Regions from separate parts of the Rattus norvegicus genome. Here region 1 is linked to region 2. The links are chromatin contacts, called in public Hi-C maps. All regions are on one chromosome and are shown on one strand. The core of a region is the stretch at or near the end of the contact, and the rest is flanking DNA. Distances in the headings are between cores, read along the strand shown.

Evidence for each region. Hi-C and Micro-C count contacts between places; a contact is called where the count stands out from the background.
Region 1: a Hi-C map of the A7r5 cell line shows a contact between it and region 2, with 2.9 times the contacts expected there. The contact joins two enhancer-like sites. A contact is called at or near these places in 2 of 12 Hi-C or Micro-C datasets (the A7r5 cell line and hepatocytes).

What each region holds. Positions count from the first base shown.
Region 1 is chr4:46,867,436-46,874,709 of GRCr8, forward strand. No RefSeq gene overlaps it. Among named protein-coding and RNA genes, the nearest start is that of Capza2, 73 kb to the right of the region's middle. Within about 2 kb of position 2,971, at least 4 of the 93 cell types and tissues checked have an H3K27ac peak or open chromatin away from gene starts, as enhancers often do. A contact at or near this core is called in the A7r5 cell line, where this site is marked.
Region 2 is chr4:46,680,361-46,686,789 of GRCr8, forward strand. It overlaps LOC102550745 (a long non-coding RNA gene), which reads left to right. Exons shown (of 4, transcript XR_005503477.2): 3 at 1,337-1,700. Among named protein-coding and RNA genes, the nearest start is that of Cav1, 77 kb to the left of the region's middle. Within about 2 kb of position 3,636, at least 4 of the 93 cell types and tissues checked have an H3K27ac peak or open chromatin away from gene starts, as enhancers often do. A contact at or near this core is called in the A7r5 cell line, where this site is marked.

The DNA.
Region 1 (7,274 bases), core at 1,721-4,220, 190 kb after region 2:
ATACACCTTGGCTTTTCATAGATCCATAAAATGTCTTTCAAGAAGCATCACAGTTAATACAAAAATGGTAGGCTCTTGGACAATAAGACCAAGCTCTGACTTAGCCATGAACTGAACTTCTTCCCTAAACTCAGTTCCTCAGCTGTCAAATAGACTGGTCCTTCTTAACTCACAAGAGTGTTTCAGGACTGAAAATGAGAGTTCAAAACAGCTGATTTCCACTGCTGCTGAGTAACTGGAATATTACTGTGATCTTTAGTCTTGGACAACAAAAGCCCACATAAAGGGTAGCCTGTGATTGCTCTGAAAGGACCTTACAGATGTTTACCTGCGAACCTTCATCTGATTCTTTCTCATCCTTGAGCATACAGATGGGAAAGTGAGTGTGCAAATGGAGAGCGTGACAAAACAGTGTCCAGGTGGTGGCACTTTTGTTCCAGGGCAGGACGCCTGAAGGACACCAGCCCACCATGTTTCTCTGAAGCTCCCACTACTCCCTGCCACTCTGACAATGGCTGGTTTCCTTTTTCTCTTGTTTAATCTTCAGACCTGGGATCCACAAAAGACATGGAAAATAACAATTCATATAAAATTCTAGGAATTTCGCTTGAGGGCCAATGATAGAGTCACAGCCCCCACAGCTTAAAGATTGTTAATATTTTTATTTCGCTCAAGTGAGTAGTTACTGACTATTCCGGTTCCGGCAGAGTAACTTATGCCCTGGGTTGTTCTGATGCACATCATGTGCTGAGAAGCTAAGGAATACTTCATGGGCATCCTTCTCCATCCAGATGACTACACACAGGGAGCTACACAGACACGACTCTGTCTGGCACGTGAGATAATGCTGTGACACAGAAAGGCATGAGGGCATTGTGCCTCAGAGGAAACAACACCTACTGCTGGTTTCCCTCGTCAAACCTGACCTTTTTCTTCTGGACTATCTTAATTCCCTATCTATCACAAAAATGGAAAGAACTTCAGTCATAGCCAGTGAAATATTTCAGTTGGTGAATTGAAGGTAATAAAACAGAGGCTGCCCAAACTGTCCTTTGTTGTAAATCACGGCAAAGGTCTAGATTACATCAGCCAAAGGGTATTGATCACAACGCTGAGAGGTTTATAACTACTATTGACTTACCATGTGACCCTGGAACAGAAATCTAGGAAAATTGCAAAAGCATACCTATGGTAATGAAAACCCATCATTAGCCGGGCTGACTGCCCTGTCAACCAGCTAGAGCTGTGTTGGCTTCAAGGCAAATACTGAACAAATGCTTGAAATGGAAGGACTGTCTGCCCTCACTCTCTTTCCTTCACTGGATGCTTTAAAAATTATTCCGGTGAATGTGTTTTTCTTATTGTTAAAAAATGTGGATTCAGAAGGCTCATGCGAATTACCTTTTTCATTTTACTTATTTATAATAATGTATTTTATTTTTGGATTACCATACAAAGTAGCAGGTTCCCTTATAACATTTTCCTGTATAGCTTAGGTTGAAACCTCCCCTGCTTCCTCTCCTTTCCCCCTTCTCCCTATCCCACTCCTCACGTGTACCCTTGAACTGTTCCACCCCAGTATTCCCTTTTCCACTGTCTCGTATGATCTATATAATAGTATGCATAATTAATATCTAAACAATATCTCTTCATCCTTTATTATTGCTGTGGTTTAAAAAAATAAGGAATAGGGGGTCTAGAGAGAGATCAGTGGATGAAGTGCTAACTGCATAAGCCTGAGGACCTGAGTTCAAATCTCTAGCACCCATGTTTTAAAAAGGCCTTGGATTCCCCAAGAGTTTATCTAATCCGAATGGCCAGTCCTAAACACTTGTACATACAAGCAGCAGTAAATGGACTGGGTAGTTTGTGTGTGCGTGCATGCGTGCATGTGTGCATGTGTGTGTGCGTGTGTGTCAGACAATAGTTACAGAAGAGGTCATAAATGTAAAAGGGAGTGAGGGGAGGGAGTAGTATAGTTATACAAATACAGTATTAACGTATGGAATTCTTGAAAAAATAAAAAAGCATAATGCCTAGGCTTAACAATGCATATTTGTAATTCCAGCTTGGGGGGGGGTTGGAGATGGGAGGATCCTGGGGCTCTATAGTCAACCAATCTAGTTAATAGGTAAGTTCTGGGGGCTCAGTAATAGACTGCCTCAAATAAAACAAGGCAGAGAGGGGTAAAGGAAGAGGCCTAATGCCAACATCTAACCTCCAACTAGCACATGTGGATGCTTACAGAGACATTCACCACTTTGTGTGTGTGTGTGTGTGTGTGTGTGTGTGTGTGTGTGTGTGTGAGAGAGAGAGAGAGAGACAGACAGACAGACAGAGAGACAGAGAGACAGAGAGACAGAGAGACAGAGACAGAAAGACAGACACAGAGACAGAGACAGAAAGACAGAGAGAGACAGAGAGACAGATACAGAGACACACAGAGAGACAGAGATACATAGAGAGAGACAAAGACAGAGAGACAGAGAGACAGAGATAGACAGAGACAGAGACACACACACAGAGACAGTGACACACAGAAAGAAAGACAGAGACAGACAGTGACACACAGAAAGAAAGACAGAGACAGACAGTGACACACAGAAAGAAAGACAGAGAGACAGACACACGCACACACAGAGAGAGAGAGAGAGAGAGAGAGAGAGAGAGAGAGAGAGAGTGAGTGTCAGAGAGACAAGGAGAGACAAGGAGAGACAGAGAGAGGAAGAGGCTATCAGTGAAAGGACCAGCTAAACTAAGTTTCAAATGCTATTCAGGTGGCACTGAAGAAGTAAAATGAGAAGAAAATGGCCATGTTTCATCATGAATAAACAGAAATTTCAATTTTAAATAAATAATAATCCCACATTGTTTTGGAGCACCAGCTCAAGACTTAGATGACGATTAATTTCCATCCCTTCTGTGGGAAGCAGTCCTTTGTCTTCATTCGTTTACTTGTTCACTGTGAGACGAGAACATTCTTCGTGCTAACACAGAGCTCCAGGCTGGCAGACACATCCAGTAATCCTTAGACCACTTGGCTGGAACTATAAAAATGCATAAAATCTTACCAGGCCAAAAGAGATCAACTCAAAAAAATTTTTGGCATCCAAACATGTCAGAATTGTTTTTACCCCCAAACCATTTGTGTTCCTCGGTTATGGTCCAGGAGCCATAATATCAGTTCCTATTTTTATTGGGCAGACTGGAATTCTTTAGTACCATATTTCATCTACCTTTCTGTGGTTTCTCCTAATTTTTTCAGTGGTTTTATGCCTGTCTGCTGTCTGTCTCTTATTTTATCTTAATTTGTTTTAGTTTTCGTTTTGCTTACTCTATTCTCTTTCCTTATTTTTTCAGTGTTCAGAATCAAATCTGAGGCTCAGCACATGGCATCTCGGAGTCCCACCCCTGGGCTGCGTCTCTAGCTCTGTCTCTGATGCCGGGTGCGGGGAAGTAGCCATGTGCCCTCCGCCAGCCCAAGTCCTTACCTTCACATCTGCTTCTTCCATTAAAGTCAAGCCTTCTCTCCGTCACGACCGTGACTAAACAGCCACCATACTCCTCAGTGGTAAAGGAGAAACACCCAACGAGGGACCTTTGTGAAACCGGCCCCCAAGAAACCCAACTTCAGTCACATGATCCTCAGAGATAATTTCAGAAGTCGCAGTAAAGAAAAACTACCCAGATATCACAGTGCCAGCTTTCTGCAGAGCTGTTTCTAATTTGTTATGCCGTAAGAGTAAGAGCCTCTGTGGTAGCCACGGGGGTCTCTGGGAACACCTGGGTGAAGAAGCATCAAATCGCTGACCCAAATGTTTCAGAAAGAAAATGTCCATTGTTAGAACTAGCAATGCAGATATTTTCTCTAAGATGAACTTAATATATAAACAGAATAAAATAACAGAATAAATAGTAATAAGAATAATGATCTCATCCCAGGAAATGCCCTGTCTGGAAGCTAATGGGCTAAGGTAATGCTCTCAGGGATTAGTCTCGCTTAATGAAATGCTGTTAGTTTAGTAAATGAATGCTTAAAATGATGGAAAGTAAAAAAAAAAAATCAGGACTGGTTGATTCATAGGGGTGGGGGGGAGTAAGCCAAAGCAGCATGTGTCACACTGTGGTTTTTTAATTATTATTATTATTATTAATCTGTGATTCAGAAAATACATATGCTTTACAAGTTACTGTCTTTTATACATCTGTCCCATCATTTTACTCTGTGGATATGAGTATTTATGGAATATTTAAAATAAACTGTTAACAAACAGATAAAGTACTTTATTTTTTCAGATGCAGTTCTTATAATGAGCATTAAAATTGAGATTTTCACTTAAAGCTCACATAAAAGCAAAATGTATCTCTTCTAGAGCTTCAAATAATAACGTATTTTATTTTGCCTGTTTAAAAAACATGATTAATACAAAACCAAATTTCATTGATTTTTGTTTGATGGCTAAGATATTGTTCTGATTGTGACTTCAGGTCCTAGATTGAATCCTATTGTCTGTAGCTTTGCTGCACGAGCTTCTTAGGCAGGGAGGGAACACAGCTCTGTTAACTTCCACTTCCTCTGAATTGAAGCATCCATTTCTATAAGGAGAAGAGGCTCGTGTGACTCAGGAAGTAAACCTTACAAGTCTTGGAAAGCTGACATTTATGACTCGGGGAGCTGCAAACAAGTTTCAAGGGTGTAGCTTTGTGAGCCCTCATTGCTATTAATGATGGAGAATGCTATTTAGTGACACATCTTTCACTGAGTCATCCATGTTCCTGTAAGTTATGCCAATAAAGTCAATAGTTCACTAAAAAATAAAAAAATAAAAAAAATAAATAAATAAACTGTTAAGAAAAACATAAGTCGAGGTTGGGGATTTAGCTCAGTGGTAGAGCGCTTGCCTAGGAAGCGCAAGGCCCTGGGTTCGGTCCCCAGCTCCGAAAAAAAGAACCAAAAAAAAAAGAAAAAAAGAAAAACATAAGTCCCTCTATGGTAAGCATATGAAATGTCTATAGTTGGATGGGTTTTTATCTTAAACACGTTGATATGAGGACAATGTGGATACTATGTATGAGCTTTACAATATGCCTTCTAGTTGTACTTGGTTCAGAAGTCCAAGATTATTACAGTGGTCGACCCCTCGATTCTGCCCACTGTGTTTTATCTTCTCCTTTTAACTAACAAAACAAAACAAAACAAAACAAAACAAAAAGCAAAAAAACCCCAAAAGACAAAAAAAAAAAAAAAACAGCTGTCAAAATCATACACCTGATTACATCACCTGCCTGCTTCAAAACCCAGCCCTAAATTTTCTGCCTCAGTCTTTTGTGCTGTTTGTGTTTGTTTGTTTGTTTGTTTGTTTGTTTGTATTATGAAATAGATCTTCATGGTAAAACAATAATAACAACAACAACAGCAACAACTGGGCCAAATGCTATAAAGAGGACAGAAAATAGCCTTTGACCACTGTCTCCCTCCTTCCAGCCTAGCTCTCCAGAGTGACTCCTGCTGAAACTCTTTGTATGGTAATCCAGAAATGTTCCACCCTGGGAAGGGGCCCAGATGAAACCAGATGTGCCAGCCCATCCTTCAACTACGTATGAATCAACGGGAGCTCAACACAGCAGAGGTTTCTCTAAACCTTGGTGACTTTGAACTCCGACCCAAAGTATCCACTCAGGATATGAACCATATGCAAAAGTTAGGATAAGAGCAATTATCCCTGCCCTTTAGAGCAACCTTCCTAATGCCGCCACCCTTTAATACAGTTCCTCAGGTCATGGTGGCCCCCAACCATAAAATTCTTTCATTGCTATATAACTGTAATTTTGCCGCTGTTATGATTCGTGGTGTAAATATCTGATATGCAGGATATCTGTGAAGGGGTCGCGACCCACAGGTTGAGAATGGCTGCTCTAGGGGCTTGCCAGTTAAGCACCCCTGCAGACTAGTACTCTTCATATGACTTACTTAAGTACTTAAATACTTAAAGTCCTCATAAAACAGACTTGCTTGTTTCTATTTTGCCCAAACAGAATAAGCTCACTTCTGAAAGTTTACAAAGTGCTAAAACTTTCCTAAAATGCATGTTCTCTTTCGCCATGGAAGTTTCAAACTGCTTAAAAGTTTCGAAAGATTGGTAAACTGAGGTATAATCCGCTGCCCCCTTACAGTTCTGTGAGGGATTGTTGCAACAGTGCAGCGCACAGGTGATGACGTCACCAACTAGGGTGGACTGAGTGTGTGCAAGATGGATGGTTGGCTGTAGCGGTCACTTTCCTTGACGCCAGCTGTCCCTGCGGTGCAAGCACACCCCATCTGATTTTGTCTTAACTTGAAACTTCTGCCATCACGTTCCTGTCTTAATCCTGTCAGTGCCCGGCAACCTCTGAGCGAGCTCCCCTCGCTCTCTTTCTGCACAGAACAACCGGAACAGACGTCTGCCTGGGCACGGTTTGTAATCAGACGTACTTGGTTTGAACTGATCCCGGATAAAGAGTGCAGTGGCTTTCCAGATCCATCACTGTGTCTCTACGCCTTAGTCTCCACACTGAAAAACCTTCATTTTCAATCCTTTTTCTTTTTGATATCTATAATCTGCTCTGTGGTCCAAAAAGATTCAAGACAGAAGGCCCTTGCATAAAATTACCTGCCAATAAAGGGGACAAGAGAGGGTGATGGGAGGTGAATACAATCGAAATATGTTATGTTCATGTATTAAAGTGTCACAATAAAATGTGTGTGATTGGTTTATGCCAACAAAAACGTATTTTTAAAGGTAAGAGTTTGGCATTGCCTTTATATAAAGGTAAAAATCTTGAAAACAGGCACTGGTTTTCTTCGTCATTTCAGAAAAATGAAACTAATATGAGGAAGGGGTCCTAGGCCTAATTTCTCATACCTGTGTGGCTTTCTGTGTCATGTAACCATTCTAAGTTGTATTTTCCTTATTCTTACTTACAGCTCATAAATTTTATTATAAATATTAAATATTCACTAAGATTATTTTTACTCATTGATTGCTTTGGTCTCTGTCTGATGCTCAGACCAGCTTTAGAGTCCTAGGCTCAAGGACCACCCTGCCTGAGACAATCATTCTGTGAGTCTCGGACCATAGGTGGGCTTCATCACGCACCGGTATTCTAATTACTATACTTGTCTCAGTAAGGTCTTTTCTTCAAAAGTCTCCTTACAACACATCTAATTCATAAAATTACTTCCAATGAAGCCCACTCAAGATTTCACTTGGTTCTATATGGCTGCTAAGCTCATA
Region 2 (6,429 bases), core at 2,386-4,885:
GAGCACATGCTGGGTAAACTTGAGAACCGGAATCCAAATCCTCGGCATCCACAGAAAAGCCACCTGGGACCATACATCCCTGTAACCCCAACAGTGTGGCTTTTTCAGCAGAGAATCACAGGGACCTGATGACTTCCAACGGAGCCCCAGGTCCAAGAAAGTAAGGCAGAGCACAGGGCCTTCAAATAGTTGTACACACAAGCAAGCACAAGAACACACACATACACACACACACACACACACACACACACACACACACACACACTCAAATACCACAAAAACATTGTTTTTTGTTTAAAAACTGCTAGTAAGATATCAGCTATGGTTTCTAAGAGAACAAATGACAACAGAGAACAAAGAGGGTGACAAGTGAGACCTCGGCAATAAGCCATGCTACCCATTCACTCGAAAATCTTATTCTCTATTTTATTGATGGAACACCCCAAACCCAATTGCTGTGAATACTTGTATAAGAGCTTGCAGCCACGTGAGGCAGCTATCTACCCCTAAAATGTTATCTCTGAAGGTCCTTCAATAATGCCACGTGCAGGATGGCCCAAAGAAAGAAGAGGGTTGTCATATAGCAAGTATTATTTCCTTTGAAACCACAAGCTTAAGAATGCAAAACAGACTTCCATAAATTAAACTAATTAACTTTCATGCAATCTGCCGCTCAGAACGCAGAGGCTAGAAGGATTTCCATATCTGTTCTGATATAATTATTTCCTGCAGAAAAACCATTCACAAGGAACAATGAGGGTGGGCACAAGGTGTGAAGGGATCCAAGTGGTTGGCATGATGGGAATCAGGCAGTGGAAAGAGATAAACGTCTCAAAGAGGTTAATAGTGGCAGTACACAGCCGAGCTCCAATGCAACCCAAGAGGGAAAGGAACAGGAGGACTCGCCCTCACCAAGTGGAGGAGGACTCGCCCTCACCAAGTGGAGGAGGACTCGCCCTCACCAAGTGGAGGAGGACTCGCCCTCACCAAGTGGAGGAGGACTCGCCCTCGCTGCCTGGGAAGATCACTGCATAATCTGTTCCTCATTTTCCATGTTTTCCTGCCTGGTGCTCACTATGCAATCTGCTACCCTCACAGCTTGGCTTCCCTAAAATCTATCTCAAAAAGGAAATGCATTGACCACGAGACAGGAATACTCAGCCTCCCTTGGTTCTTCCTAAATTCACAACAGTTTAATTTAATCTGGTATTTAATCGTCTCTTTGTGATGTGATTTACCATGGAGGGGTAAAGATTTCACAATCAATTTTGGAAGCTGATATTATCAGATTTCTTTGTGTTTTCTTCCTTCCTTATTTTTTTTTTTGTTTATTTAGGGATTCATACATCGTGTTGTTGGTCTTATTCTGATATTACTAGATTACTAATCTTACAAGTTCTTGGCAATGTCATTCCACCACGGGAAAAGGATTTCATGAGACTCTATGCCTAGTTGTTGCTGTGATTCTAGTGCCTATGTCTTTCCTGGATATGGGTAAAAGGATTTCAAAAGGGAAGAAAAAAGAAGGAACCAAAAGAGAATATTTAAATGAGCAGAGAAGGGGTGTGTCGTCCCCATAAGTGTTAACCGAACAAGGAGAAAAACTCTTTCCCATTTGTACATATAAGTACATTGTATCGATCAAAAGATATATCACACATTACAAAGCTAATGGACAGAAATGGAGGAACTATACTCAGGTAAGGATATTAAATTGCATTATTAAATTCAGTAGGTGATTTAAAATATTTATAATCTTTGAAGGAAAGTAAAAAGGTATAAAAATTAACTATTCTCTTCTTAAAGTATGAGCTGTTAATTAATGCATAATATAAATGTAAGAGCATCTATGTAAAAATAATGCTACTAAGTGAGAGGTGCCCGAGACAGACACTCCTCTGAAGGCATTTCTCTAGGGATGACGTGATCCTGCTGAAACTGCACACATTGGTCACAAAAGTGCCTTTGTGTGGCTAGGGGGAAATGAATATCTTTTGGAATTAATGTTTAATTTCAGAGTTACAAAACGCCCCTAATCATCCTTTAAAAAAGAAAAGAAAAACAGTACTTCTATCTTGCAACTTTGACATTTTTAAGCACCTTAAGTCAATAGAAAACCTAACTAGAGAGCTGTTAATAATTGGTCACGTGTCCAGTGAGATGCTCTCTGTCCCTCCTGTGCCCAGTCATGAGTCACACCCAGAGTATATACAAGCTTGAGTAATGGAGTGAGGTTTTCAGTTCTTCTGATCTTACCACACTCCTTATTGTCTTTCTTTTAATAGAATGGAGATAGAACGTAAAAATAGCATTACCTAAGCCGTCCCAATCAGAAAAGAAAATTGTATATAAGGCCACATTGCTTTCTCCTGAACATGTGGGAGAGATGATCACATCATCTAGGTTTGATGAGCAACTGGCAGTAGCTGAATCCTTCACTGATGGCGCACTCCTTACTCGTGAGCAAGAAGCCCATCACCAACAGTAACAGAGGACACAGCAGCAATATGGCGTCTTGCAACCCTTTGTGCTTACACAGCATCCTTTGTTAGGACTTTCTCTGTGAATCTGAGTTAACTAAGGGGGAAAAAGCAATCTAGATGGTGAAGGTAATGTCAGAGACTCGAGTTTATGAACACAGCAATGTTAATTCTGTAGCTAATTTGTATGAAGGAGAATGCATGGATAACGGGAAAGAAAATAGCTTGATGCAGAAAGACGGCTCAGTATCTAAGAGCGATTGCTATTCTTCCAGAGGATCCAGGCTTTGATCCTAGAACTCAAGTAATAGTTTGTGACCGTCTGTAACTCCGGTTCCAGGGAATCTAACACCTTCTTCTGGCCTCTATGGGCCCCAGGCACGCACAGACAGATGCATCCAGGCAAAACATCCAAGCACATAAGACAATTTTTTTCAAAAAGATGAGAGACCTCGGAGGGGTCATGTTTCCTTGTGTCTCAGATCCCATACAACACTCGGGTCTAATGGCGGAGAGCTGAGACTTGTAAGCTTGGTCTGACTTTCAAGACGGCTCTCCTGAGAAGCTGACTGTCTAGGTGATGAATGCTGCATATTGCAATAAAATAAAAGCATTTGGGATTAAAAGCAATGAATGCACCATCGATTTCGTCGGTTTGGCTGTTGCCTTGGTGGAAGAATAGGACAGAGGTGCTCTCCCTCACCTTCATCCAGACATAGGTGTTACCTGCACCTGTCCACTAGCTCATCCTTCACAGGCTGCAATTAATTCATGTTATACAACTACCCTTAGTAAGCTGGAGTTACAGGAAAGAGAATGCTACATCGCTTCTTACAAACTAGTATTTGGGGTGTGTGTGTGTGTGTGTGTCTGTGTCTGTGTCTGTGTCTGTGTCTGTGTCTGTGTCTGTGTTTCTGTGTGTGTGTGTGTGTGTGTGTGTGTGTGTATATCATGTCCTCCCAATTCCTTCTGTGCCTCAACTCACATTCCAGAGGTTTCCAGGAAACACCCATGCATTAGGTGACAATGCTGCCCTTTCAGTTTCTGCAGAGCTTTCGGTCCTACCCCAACCTGAGACCTCACTCGCCAGGCCCAGATTATCATCAATTCCATCAAATTAACATAAAGGCTTCTCTTGGTTATAGCTCAGTGACTCAGAGATGAGGAGCAGCTCGGGAGAGGTGGAACCACAGAGCAGTGTGATGACTAATCCATTTATACTTTTTATGGGAAATCATGAAACTGAAGAGAAACAAAGCCTATATATAAAATAATGAAATAGGACTTAAGTGGCTCATTAGGCTCGCAGAGTCAGCTTCCCTGTTTGAGGAAATGAGATTTGAAGGCCCAGGAACAAATGAAAGGGAGTTAGGCGCGCTCATGCTATTATTCATTTATAAGACTCTATTCACACAGTACACACACATACACACACACACACACACACACACACACACACACACACACACACACACACTGAAAGCTCAGTAAATGGTATGCTGTGTCCAAGAAAGGAAGGAATGGGAACAGCAGGAGCAGGTTGGTTGGCAGAACTGTACAGCAAGAGACGAATATACATCACATGCAGAGTGTGTGCTTGGCTCCAAGCTGCACAATTAGTACTTCTATTTACAGCAAACTCCCTATACCAGCAATTTAGAAGTAAATGACAACTAGTTTGAAACTGTTTGGTCAGAATGCAAGATTGAACCAAAGTACATTCTAGAGCTGATTAACTAGCTCACTTCTTTATTCTTCCTACTAATTACCGAGTGTATTCGCCGGCTCTCAGCATCGATCTGCCAGCTTCTAATTCAGGGTATGGGTTTACGATATTAATCCACAAACTTTTCATTTTCTTTATTGGTCAGTACAATTCATGACAAATTGTGCTACATAAATTCTTCATCTTAATGATTCGCTCTGTGTTTTTCCTTATTCTCCCATCTATTTTATGCATTTGCCCATCACTCCCCCACTGCCTACATTTTCATTCTTTCTTCTACTAAATGTTCTTATACAGAGAAACATCAGTCAGAAAAATGAGAATGTAAGTAACAGAGATTAATAGGCACCACTCAGAGTCAAGAGAAGCTCAGTTCGGTGGAATTCTGGATGAAGAATGGAAGCATATTGTATACAGAGAGAGAGAGAGAGAGAGAGAGAGAGAGAGAGAGAGACAGAGAGACAGAGAGACAGAGAGACAGAGAGAGAGACACAGAGAGAGAGACAAAGAGACACAGACACAGAGACACAGACACAGAGACAGAGACATAGAGAGACAGAGAGATAGAGACACAGACAAAGAGATAGAGACACAGACAGAGAGACAGGCACAGACTCACACACATGCACACACACATACACATGCACATAATGCACATACAGAGAGAGAGAGAGAGAGAGAGAGAGAGAGAGAGAGAGAGAGAGAGACTCAGCAATGCACATGGCTGAGAATCTTCACTATGAACCTTTCCAAATATCCTATTTGGCAAGCATTGTATCTTACAGTAGTCAATATACTTTTCTTTGGCATTCGCACTAATCTAATTTTCCAGGATGCCAGCTTGTGTGTTGAGGGAGGAGATATTGGTGGTATGAAGAGTTTGGAGGACCCCAGCAGAAAGGTTCTTTAGATCTTTGGTATCTTGGTTTCCCTTCCTGATGTTGTGATAAAATATCCTGACTTAGGAGAGAAAGTGTTTATTTTAGCTCATAATCAGGTGACAGTTCGTCATAGCAGTGAAGTGACAGTGACATGAGCTTGTGGGAGATGAACCTGTCACAAGGTTATCAGGAAAGATGAGCAATGAATGCAGGCCTGCTTGCTCTCTCACTCTTAAACAGTTCAGGATCCACAGCCTAGAGGTGTGTGCCTGCATGTGTGGATGTGTGTCTGCATGTGTGAGTGTGTCAGCATGTAGGAATGTCTGCCTGCATGTGTGGATGTGTGTCTGCATGTGTGAGTGTGTCAGCATGTAGGAATGTCTGCCTGCATGTGTGGATGTGTGTCTGCAGGTGTGAATATCTGTCTGAATATGTGAATGTGTGTCTGCATGTATGGATGTGTGCCTGCATGTGTGAACATGTGTCTGCATGTGTGAATGTATGCCTTCAGGTGTGAATGTGTCAGCATGTAGGAATGTCTGTCTGCATGTATGGATGTGTGCCTGCAGGTGTGAATATCTGTCTGAATATGTGAATGTGTGTCTGCATGTATGGATGTGTGTCTGCATGTATGGATGTGTGCCTGCATGTGTGAACATGTGTCTGCATGTGTGAACATGTGCCTGCATGTGTGCATGTGTGCCTGCATGTGTGCATGTGTGCCTGCATGTGTGCATGTGTGCCTGCATGTGTGCATGTGTGCCTGCATGTGTGCATGTGTGCCTGCATCAGTGGATATATGCCTGCATGTGTTAATGTGTGTCTGCATGTGTAAATATGTACCTGCATGTATGAACGTGTGCCTGCATGTGTGGATGTGTAGGCACCTGTTTATGTCACAGTGTTCAAGTGATGGTTAGAGGTCAACTTTTGGGAATCAGTCAGTTTTGTTCTTTCCTGAGCTTAGCCTCGGGTTGCAGCCTTGCTGGTAAGCTGCTGAACCTCACTCCTGCTTCTTTCTAAAGTAAGAACTGTTCACATCAAGAGCTTGAACTAGCTGAAGTGAAATTTGTTTTGGAAAAATTACTAAACAATTTAAAGCATTTAAAGCTTGCTAATATAAAAATACTGATTTTTAATACCTTTTTTAAACAATAATTTATCTACTTATGTCAAAATTTAGAAGAATAAATTCAGAGATTTTTTTTAATAGTAAAAAGATCACCAGTACATGAAGTCATCACATGTATCACTTAACAAGATCCTCAGAACCATCCCTGGGGCAGGGGAGACTTTGGGTTTCTCTGACCCATTTTTTAAAATAGAAATAGTCCCACGCTCT